2 separate regions of the Mus musculus genome follow, and region 2 is linked to region 1. Evidence: chromatin contacts called from public HiCAR-type data. All regions are on one chromosome and are shown on one strand. Each heading gives the region's core, a stretch centred on a gene start, on an enhancer-like site or on the middle of the called end of the contact. The rest is flanking DNA. Distances are from core to core; before and after follow the strand shown.

Evidence for each region. HiCAR-type assays count read pairs that join an accessible place to other places.
Region 2: a HiCAR-type map of embryonic stem cells shows a contact between it and region 1, with 2.3 times the contacts expected there. The contact joins two enhancer-like sites. A contact is called at or near these places in 2 of 484 Hi-C or Micro-C datasets (both in embryonic stem cells), 7 of 115 datasets of contacts at active chromatin or transcription factors (the NIH/3T3 cell line and embryonic stem cells) and 1 of 9 other capture datasets (embryonic stem cells).

The regions. Positions count from the first base shown.
Region 1 is chr16:9,079,455-9,085,176 of GRCm38.p6, reverse strand. No RefSeq gene overlaps it. Among named protein-coding and RNA genes, the nearest start is that of Gm30567, 28 kb to the right of the region's middle. Within about 2 kb of position 1,291, at least 17 of the 459 cell types and tissues checked have an H3K27ac peak or open chromatin away from gene starts, as enhancers often do. A contact at or near this core is called in embryonic stem cells, where this site is marked.
Region 2 is chr16:9,261,446-9,266,996 of GRCm38.p6, reverse strand. No RefSeq gene overlaps it. Among named protein-coding and RNA genes, the nearest start is that of Gm41418, 16 kb to the left of the region's middle. Within about 2 kb of position 2,051, at least 9 of the 459 cell types and tissues checked have an H3K27ac peak or open chromatin away from gene starts, as enhancers often do. A contact at or near this core is called in embryonic stem cells, where this site is marked.

The sequences.
Region 1 (5,722 bases), core at 42-2,541:
GTTTTTGAATGAATGAGCAATACTGTAACCCAAAAGAAAATAATTATGAGCAATTTTTCATATCAGCAAAATGTGAAGGGGACCTTCTCTCACTCCTAGTATGTCACTCTGCTGATAGCTGCCCAGCTGTGGCAAAGTGATCTCAAATTTAACATTGACAAAGGGCAAGGAGAGTCTGACGTTTAGAAAGAGCTCTGGATACAGAGATGCCTGGGTCCATGCCCCTCTACCAAACAGTCAGATTCTCTCCAATAAGTATCCCAGTCCTTGGGTCTTCTTACAATAAAGGCTCTGTAGCAGAGGCTGGCTGATTCCTTGACCTCTGTTTCTACTCTCTTTTCCCTAACAGCTTTAGAGAAAATTGTCTTCAAGCCCTGCAGCGGGAGTCAGCTCTGACTGGCTTAAACCTGTCAGCATCTTTTAACACTCCTACCACAGTCTTTGGTGACAGTGTGGGTGTGGGAGGTACAGAGGGGCAGCAGAGGTGAATCTCAAGACTTATGATTGCCAAGCAGAAAGGGATGTCCTCTTGGTGCCCTGGACATGAACCAGAATGCATGAAGGAAGCATCATTTACTTGAGCCACCTTGCAGTCATGAAATACTCCATCAAGGGAATGAATTGTATGGCAAAACTGGGCAGTAAAGCCATGTTGAGGGAAGTACTAAAAAGAACTTCAACTTGTTGAGCTACTCTCAGCCCCAGCAGTCTCGATGGCCAGTTCTTATCTCATGGGGATTCTCTGACTCGGAGCTCCAAAATCTCTCCACCCAGCTCACTAAGTTCCCATTGGCTGGTCATTACCACACCAGCCCCATGCTTCAAATCCCCCATGGTCTTTGTGTTGTATATCAGGCAAACCCACACTTTGTCAAGTATATCTTTTTCTCTTGAACTCAGATGAGCTGCCACATGAAGGAAACCACAACACAAACTTAGTTCAGAAACAATGGTAACTCAATCGCTGGGTGCAACAACTAAAATCCTAATCTTGTAAGCCTTATTATATCTAAATCCTCCAGTGGCAAATCCTGATAGATCCACCATTGAAACTGGGAGACACTAGTAGCTACAGCTTGTCCTCCCCCATCCCCATCCAAAAGGACCCTATCTCTCTCTCTTGTTTCCTCTCTTTGCCTACCCAACCCAGAAGTCCTGCCTACAAACCCACTGATTGGCTCCTTTATTCATTAGGAGATGGTTCACAGGAAGTCACCTGAGTACATGACTCATTCCTCATTCACAATCCCTCCCAGGAAAGTGAAATTAGCATCAAAATACAAGCAATCCGAGGACTATCCACAACAAAGCCAGAGACCTGATTGTACTGAACCTAAGGCTAGCGCTTGCTCTGGACATTGTAATTGAATGAACTAGTTAGTTCCCTTTCTTTGTATGTATTTTTCTCCTCATTGTTCTCTTACTACTACTACTCTTCTTCCTCTTCTTTGTGGTACTGAAGATGGAAGCCAGGACTTCAAGAATGCTAGGCAAGCACTCCACCACTGAGCCACATCCCAGCCCTGCAGTTGAGTTTTCTATCACTTGAAAGTTGATGCATCCATAACAATCCAGTGTGTAGAAGCACCCTATATACACCGGCCCACGTTTTATTAAAAACAAAACTATACCGACCTATACTGAAATCACAATCGAAGGTTCTTTGTAAACCCAGAATTTGTGTAGAAAGGGAAGGAATTACTGTTTGCCCTGAAGACAAATGGAAGTCAAAAGTTTCATCTTTCTTCTGAGCCCCAAAGCACAAGTTAATCAAAGTAATGAAAGAGACAGAATCAAGGATTTGTTCTGATAACGATTGATTTTGAGAAGCCAAAGCCAATTATTCAAAGCTTCCTGCATACTCATTAGTTCTGTTGAAGAGCAGCTGTTGGGTCAGAAGGATTCGCCTGCGCAGGACTGGCACAGAGAAATCTGTGAAGTAGCTCAGTGATGCAATTCCATCCCCCTCAAGATCTGGACTGAGCAGAGACAAATGAAGCCAGCTCCCATGAGAGTCCCAAACAGGGGAAACCTCCATGGTAAACACATGCTGTTGGCCTCCTATTGGTGGCAGAAACTCCAGGTTACCAATGCTTTGTGACTCTGACCCTCTCTGAGCCTCTGGTTCCTCATCTGGGAGATGGGCACAATAACACTTGCTCTGCCTAGCCACAATCATGTAACAGGTCAGCTAGAACTGGATGCAAATTCAGTATTCTGGCTATTTTGTGGGAAAGGAAGGAGGAATGCTATCCCATAGAAAGTATCACAGGGGGGTGAAGTATCAGGCACCAATGGCAAGGACTTTATATTAGATATAGACAAAGACTTCTCCTCCTGTCCTGGAACATCTGACAGTCACTGAACACTTAGAGTGGGTGGGGGCACTGGATACAGATGAGCAACAGTCACACACGGTTTCTGCCTCATGAGCCTTATATGCTAAGAGAAAGAAGAAGCAAACAATCAATATTTGTGCAAATAAAAAGGATTATTTCAAGAAAATGTCCTAACATAGTTCATCCCATTAGGGAGGAATGGCTACTGCCCTATCCATGCCTAACTTTGCCCCATTCATCACAATACCTGACCTTCCCTTTGTCCTCTGTGACATGACCTCCTAACCTCTGATGTTATTTCTCTACATACTGCATAGTCTCCATCATTTCTGTATGAATGCAGGCTTTATGAAGGCAAAGACCTTGGCTATTGTTCCTCAGGTATAGTTCTCCTCATTTTTTTTGAGACAAAGTTTCTCACTGGCCTAGAACTCATCAAGTAGGCTAAGCTGGCTGTCCAACAAGTCCCTGGCTCTGCAGTTACATGTGTTCAGTACCAAAATTAGCTTCTTTTTAAACAGGAGTTCTAAGAGTTGAACTCTTATCCTTGGCAAGGCAAGCCCTTTGCCAGCTGAGCCACCTCTCCAGCCTAATGGTTGTTTTGTTCACTAATGTTACCCAAGTGACTAGGGCAACCACTGGTTAATAATAGCTGTTCAGTAAACATGTATTGATTTCCATAGAAAATACATAGATGGATAGATAGATACATAGATAAATACATAGATACTGTAGAATCCAAAATAAGTTCAAGACCACCCAGACCCTTCCCCTCTGAAGGGACTTTCAAAATATAGCTGTATGACTAAGTCTACAGCTGCCAAAACAAAATGAGCTGTTCTCAGAAAAATAACCATAACAAGATAGCAGTTCCCAGAAAAATTCCCCTACACCGCCCCACACTGAATTCTGAGAAAGACCACAAACTGCCCTGACCTTGTCACTAGAATTCCCCTGACATTAATAGCTGTGACTTAATAGCAGTGACATTAATAGCTGACCCATAAGTTCAAAACATACTGTTGCTTTGCTGAAAATCTACAAGGGCAGTCAGAGTGAGAGACTAGGCCAAAGGGTTACTTACTCACCCTATACAAACCAACCAATGCCTGAAAAGGTTACTTGCTACACCAATTAGAATAAGCCAGCTACCCTGTTGCCTAAATCTGCCCCTTACAAGGTATAAAAAGTGTGTTCTTTGTTTATTCTGGGTCTCTCCTCTTGCCTGCATGCTGAGAAGAGGGTCCACAACATGTTGGAATAATAAAAAGTCTCTTATGGTTTGCAGCGATGGCGGAGTCTGTGGCCTTTGTGAGTGAGGGTCTTTTGACAAACTCCAACAATATGTAGATAGATACATAGGTAAGTAGGTAGATAGATAGATATTTGGATAGATGAATAGAGTAAACCAGTAGAGTGGAGAGTAGTGTGACCCATATGTGTGTTCCCATGTACAGATACTGAAAACATGGTCCCCAAGGTGATGATATGAGGTTGTATTATCTAAAGAGGGTGACTACATCATAACAATAGTCCTCACAAATGGCATAAATGCCTGTAGACATATATTTTTCAAAACCTACTTTAATTAGGGTTCTTCAACTCAACACTTCAACCTCCCTTCTAGCCCATCACCCACCAGAAAAAGAAAGGTTAATAGGCAACAGGGACTGTGGACCAATTTAGAAATAGTTCTTTGGGGCTATTCTAATCTTTGTTGTCAGCAGTACAGTCCTCTAGCAAAACACCAACATAAATCAGTAGCTGCAGTCCAGTCTGTTCAGAAATCACCATTCATGAATCAGCAAGGACAGTTTGATCCAGAAGAAACTGTAAGGCTCTGCCAACTGGCCCAGGTCCGTGGAAGCAGCAAGAAGCCACCAGAATATCCCAAGAAGTTCTTTGGTGAGTTATTCTCTACAAAACCACCACATGTGAAGGCCAGCAGCACAATGCAAGGCAAATCAATGCATGAGCGTTGTCAGTGAAGCCTAGCAAAGCAGAGCAAGACAAACCAATGCTAGAGCCTCTTCTCACTGTCTGGCGGATCATATTTATATTTTTCTAAATATTACATGTCCTCTCACCTGTCTGTTTCAGCAAACCATCCTTTTGTGTATCTTCTTCAACATTCTTTCACTTGTGTTTGCTTCAGCAAAACACCATATTGCATAACTGAGTTTTCAGGGAAACAGAAGTTTCCACTTCAAATGTCCATGTGTGCCACTTACTCATCTCACTGCTTTGACCAGATATCTGACAAGAAGCAACTTAAGAGAGAAAGGGCTTATTCGGAACAGATTGTTGGTCCATTGTGGTGAGGAAGGTGTGGCTGCAGAAGCAGGTCTCAGCTGTGGCTCCTCACATCTTAATCGAGCAGGAAGCAGTTAGAAGGGAATGAATAAGTTAGCTTTTCCCCCTTTCTCATTCAGTCATGGACCACAACCCAAGTGATGGTTCTACTTACATTCAGGACAAATCTTCCTTCCTCACTTAAGCCCCTCTGGAATCTCCTCAGAGACAGTCCTACAGGTGTGTGTCCTAGGTGATTCTAAACCCAGTAAACAGCAAGATCCAAACCTATCAAGCTGACAATGTGTTGCGCTCACCTCGTCCTGCAAGGAAAAAGGAAACACGGTTGGATTCTTCTCAACAGCTTTATTGCAGGAACGCCTCGATGCTAAGGTAACCCCGGGAACCCAGGGAGGACTGCTTATATACACCCCAGCACTGGGGAGGGCTATGTGTCCTCCTAGGATTGGTCAGCCTGCCGGCACTTTAATTTGCATGCACCCTCTCAGGAGGGATTGGCGCCAGATTCGGGCTAGCGCCTGCGCAATGGTGTTTATACAGGAGACCTGCGCCATCTTTTAGGCGCTGGCTGCCTACAACAATGAAGATTAAACATTGCACTGAATAAAGGAGACTCTAAAGAACTCTACCACATCTCCACTGGGCACAGATGTATTCATCAGTCAGGAAGCAGCCTCTCACCAGATCCCAACACCTTGATCTTGGACCTCTCAGCCTGCAGAACAGTAGGAGAGCACTTCTGTTGTTCATAAATTTCCCAATAGATGATGTCTGGTTATAGAGAGGAAAGCAGTTATGAGATAGAAACTATAGTTCACACAAAGATACAAGGAGGCCTCGCTAAGAACTAAGCATGTGGGCCTATGCCTGTGACCCAGCACTAGGGAGACTAAAGCATAAGTAGCAACTGAGACTACAGAGACAGGCCCTGTCTAAAAAATGACAAGAGAAAGAGGAGATGAAATGAGGAATAGGCAGGAAGTGCAAGAGGAGGAAGACTTTCCCAGATGAGTGAGTGTCATGTGAGCGGAGAGATGTATGCTGAGAAGCAGATGGGAGGATTTGGGGGA
Region 2 (5,551 bases), core at 802-3,301, 180 kb before region 1:
CATTACCTAGGGGTAACTGCACAATGAATTCTAAACAGGCATTTGTCCACAACCAAGAGTTGCATCAGGTGAAGGGATCAGGGTTTAAAAAAACAGATGTCAGAAAAATTCTTAGCTCAAGTAGATTTATGCTGTGCATGGTTCCCAGAAGTAGGAATGGTAAATAAACAAATGACTTGAGTAAGAGAGAGAGAGAAAGAGAGAGAGAGAGAGAGAGAGAGAGAGAGAGAGAGAGAGAGAGAGAGAGAGAGACTAGGTTTCTAGGTTTCAGAAAAGCAGTTGTCCCAGGTCTGGGACGCTTTAGCAAAAGAGAAGGAAAATGGATAAAAGCTATTTCAGAGCTCTCCTAGAGACTCTCTGGCTCCTACTGGAGATATCCTTAGTTCTAGCTCTGGGTGTCTTAGGTAGAATATCTGGGTCCCTTTGGGATATTACATTCTCTTCCCTCTCTGTCATCTGTCCTTGGTGCACCAATCTGTCGTGTCTGTCAATTTATGTCTGTTTTTGTTTCTTTGTTTGAATGATAGTTGTTCTGTGTTTCATGTTCAAAAGAAAAAATGGTTAAAACTTTATCTGCTGGCTGTCCACCCTTTGATTTGGTGTAACTTGTTTAAAAGGCAGTCCCAATTGGCCTTTGGAGCCCTGCACTTGTAGTTAGGAATCTAGTATAGCTGAAGAAGCCCTACCTGGAGCTGATTATCTGTAAAAGCTTCTCTTAAAGGGGCCAGCAACTTCTCAAGTTCTATGGTAAGGGAGTTGATGGTTGTTTCTCCTATAAAAATTTCTGGCTGTGATTATTGGGTTCAGAAGGTAACAAAGTGCTCTTCTCTTGAAATTATAGCTAGAAAAGTAAGAATTTTGTCCAGTGTAAATATATAAGATGTGTATAGTCACTTCATTTTTGTCTCTGACTTATTTTAAAAGTATAAATATGTTCTGCATGTCTTGGTTATAGAGTGTTGGCTTATAAGTTATTTGGTATGACTAAAAGTTTGTAACATTGGTAACAGAAAGTTAGCTTAAAGCTGGTCACTCAGGGTTGGAATCATTCTAAACAACAAAAGGTGGCATTAGCCAACCCAGGAAAACAGGTCTCTAAAGATACTACTAAATTGGGATAATATTTGATATAACTCTTATCCTAGAAATCAGACTAGGATTTAGGGCAGTGTCTCTTTGAGGTATTGGAGGCTGCACTGTCATGCATTTGTGTGTAGGAACTGGCAGCCAAAACCTTTGTAGTGTGGGGGCGATGCACTTGGTGTTTGTGGAGAGACTGGATTGTTTGTTGGAGGTTGAGTTTTGCTTTCCAAAGTTATGGTTGTGCTCTGATGTTGCAAGGGAAACTTTAAAATTATAGTTAAACTGCCAGTGTTCCATTGGCTGCAGTTTACAGTTTGCTTACAGGCTCAAGATTTTTAACTCACTCATATTTGTAATTAAGAAAAAATCAAGCAAATGGAGATGATTACAAGAGTAATAAAAGTTAAAAACAGCTGTAGCACAGTATTGGCCTGCTGCCCCTTTTACATAAGCTTTATTGGATGTAGTGGTAGAAGCAAATAAGTCCCCCAAGATTGGGAAGGTCATCTCAGTGGGAGGAGTTTATCTAACTGTGTCCCAATGAACTGATAAAAGTAGCTGGTAGAATTTTTGGAGACCCTCAGGCAGGAATTCCTTTTGTTACACAATTGGCTTATGAGAATGCTAATGCAGCCTGATGTGCTGCCATCCAACCATACAAAAGCCAAGACAGACTTATCTTGATATATTTGTCTTTGTGCAGAAATTGGATCCTCATACAATCAGGGTCTGGCTATGACTGTCGCCTGGCAGGGGACTACAGTACAAGCAATGCTTTTCACAGCACCGAGATGATAAGGAATGTTTTAAGCTTGGGGGCATAGGTCATTTTAGGAAAGACTGTCCAAAAAATAGAGGCATAGACAGGCAGCAGAATCACTCCCCTGGAATTTGTCCTCAGTGCAGGAAGGGTAATCATTGGGCTAGGCCTCAGGAAATAGGCCCAAATTAAGTACATTTACATTTGAGTTAATGCAAAGTTCAGAGCTAGCTCAATGGAGGCTTGTGTGGCTGTTCTTTTGTCATCCTGACTAGCCCCTAAAGGTGTTTACCAGATTTTGTTTATTGCCTTGGTTGATCCTTGACGTAGAATTGATCTTATCATTTTGCATGTACTTAAAGTAGTATAATAGCAGACTGAAAAAAAAAAAAAACCTGCTTTAGCTTCAGCACTGGCTGGCGTCATGTTAAAAAAAAAGAAAGCAGGAAAAAATCCTCAGGACTTACTTTTATGTTATAGAGATTTGCAAGGGGCATGAGCTGATAAAAGATTACCAATCTATCAAGGAGTAATAGATAATAATTATGCAGGAGAAATTAGAATTATGGCTGCTTTCCCCCATGGCATTATAGTTGTGCCTGCTAATAAAAGAATTGCTCAACTTATTTTCATTCCCTTGTATCCACTACCCTCCAAATTTGTCAAAAGTAAGAGAGAACAAGGAGGTTTTGGTTCCTCTGATGTGTACTGGGTTCAATATATTATTACTAATAAGAGACCTAACCTTAAATTACTGATTGAAGAAAAAAGATTTGAAGGATTAATAGACTCTGGACCTGATGTATTCACTCACCTCCAAGGGATTGGTTATTCCATTAATCCAAAACAAAGTTAAAACTTAAGATGTATGAAAGGTTAATGAAACTAATTGGGGCACTACAACCTGGATTACCTACTCCAGCTGCCATTCCAAAAAATAGGTATAATAGGTTTACATTTAGTGTGTCTGCTTGTAATTTTGAATAGCCCATCATTAAAAGGCTTTGCCTCAAAGAATGGCTAATGGTGCTACATTACATCAAAAATTTGTTTCTGCTTCAGTACAAGAGGTTAGGACTTTGAATCCTTCAGTGTATATTCATATATGGATATTTTATTAGCTGATCCCTCTGAAGGAGTTTTACTATAAGCCTTTGCTCTTATACAACAAGTTTTAAAAATTTGGAGTAGTTGTTGCTCCAGAAAAGATTCAAAGGCAATATCTTTTTCAATATTTGGGGCTTCAGTCATATTCTAAACAAAAGTATGGCACAGAAATTTTAGGAAAGAAAAGATAATTTACTTCAAATTATTTTCAAAAATTTTTTAGGAGATGTTAAGCTTACCACAGGAAAACTTAAACCTCTGTTTTATATTCTCAAGAGGCATGCAAATCCTAACTCCCTTGGACAATCAACGGTTGAGGGATGAATAGTTTTGCCGAAAGCAGAGGAAGCTATTAGCCAACAACAGATATATTATATAGACTATGATCAATTGTTGGCTATTTCACAGCAGCTTTTTGGCTATGTGGATTCATCTTTCTTCATCTCCAGGTAAAGTTTAAACACCCTATTATGAAGCTGTTGCTGTGTTAATACAGAATTGTATGACAGAATCAAGAAAATATTTTGTGAAAAGACCTGAGGAAGGATTCCTTATTCCAAACAGCAATTAAATTTGATATTGCAGAATACTTATATTTGGCCTATTGCATGGCAAACTTTTTAGGCAAATTTGATAACCATTATCCAAAAGACAAGTTGTTAGAATTTGCCTCTATACATACTTTTGAATTTCCTGTAAATTTACCCATGCAGCTGATAAAGAATGTATTTACTATATTTATTAACAGCTCATCTAATGGGAGAGGAACTTATGTTATTATATCACTGTTTATTTTCTCAAGTATCCCCACCCTCCACTTCACAAATAACTGAATTACATGCTATAGTCACTGTTTTTGAAATGTTGAAAAATCAAACTTTTACTTGATACTGATAGCAGATATATAGCTCATAGTTTATAACTGCTTGAAATTGTTCATTTTTTAGATACTACTAATTCTCAAATTTTACAGTTATTTATACAAATACAGCTTACTTTAAGAAATATGTACTGTTCCTTACTTTGTAGGACATGTGTAAGCTCATACTGGACTGTCTGGGCCCCTGGCAATGCCACAGCAGATTTGTACACCGGGCAGATTATATGTCTTACAGGAACCATTAGCCAAACAATCTCATTCTTTACATCATCAAAATAGTAATAGTTTGAGACAACAATTTGGTATTTCTAGAAAATATGCATGTCAAATTGTAAAGACTTGTTCTCAATTTCTTCATGTACCACATAATGGTGTTAATCCTTGTTTTAGTTAGGGTTTTACTGCTGTGAACAGACACCATGACCAAGGCAAGTCTTATAAAAAACAACATTTAATTGGGGCTTGCTTACAGGTTCAGAGGTTCAGTCCATTATCATCAAGGTGGGAGCATGGCAGTATCCAGGCAGGCTTGGCACAGGCAGAGCAGAGAGTTCTACGTCTTCATCTAAAGGCTGCTAGTGGAAGACTGACTTCCAGGCAACTAGGGTGAGGATCTTATGCCCACATCCACAGTGACACACCTATTCCAACCAGGTCACACCTATTCCAACAAGGCCACACCTGCAGATGGTGCCACTCACTGGTCCAAAAATATACAAACCATCACAATCCTCAAAGACTTGTAGCTAATCAATGTGGCAAATGGATGTTACCCATATTTCCTTATTATCCTAAAGGACAAGGTATTGAGGAACAAACCCATGGAACTTTAAAACAATATCTTCATGCAAAACAAAAAAGGGGGAATTCGCCGGGCGTGGTGGTGCATGCCTTTAATCCCAGCACTCAGGAGGCAGAGGCAGGCTGATTTCTGAGTTCAAGGCCAGCCTGGTCTACAAAGTGAGTTCCAGGACAGCCAGGGCTATACAGAGAAACCCTGTCTCGAAAACTCCCCCACCCCCCCAAAAAGGGGGGGGGGAGACTGTATCCCCACATACCACTTTAAAGTTATAAAATTTGGATGCCAAGAAACTCTCTGAGTGTAAGAGGATCAGCTACTGGCACTTCTGCTCTGGTTTTGCAAGGAAAAAATTCCTTAGAAAAGCAATAGATACAGATACAGAAAGGATAGAAACCTCTATTTCCCATTTGCAAGAATCTCTAACCTCCTTGTCTAAGGTAGTCCTTCAAAACAGGAGAGGACTTGGTCTTTTATTCCTTCAACAGGGAGGACTATATACAGCCCTCCATGAAGAATGTTACTTTTACATCGATCATTCAGGAGTAGTAAAGGATTCTATGGCTAAAGTTCAAGAAGGACTAGCCAAAAGGAAAAGAGAAAAAGAAGAGAATCAGGGATAGTTTGAATCCTGGTTCTCCACTTCCCCATGGCTTACAACTTTAATTTCTACACTGCTTGAACCATTAATTATAATTTTGTTGCTTTTAACTTTTGGACCTTGTAACTTAAACAAATTGGTTGCCTTCATACAGGATCGCATTTAGCAAGTTCAGCTATTCACGATGGCATGTAATCATTGCTGTGAAGAAATGCATTAAGTGCATATTCATATGTCCTTCATGGCTTTGATCTGAATGGGAAAGAGTGTGCTATAGGAGGCTGGTAGTCAGAGACAGGTTAGAGTGTTCTTGAGCTCCTA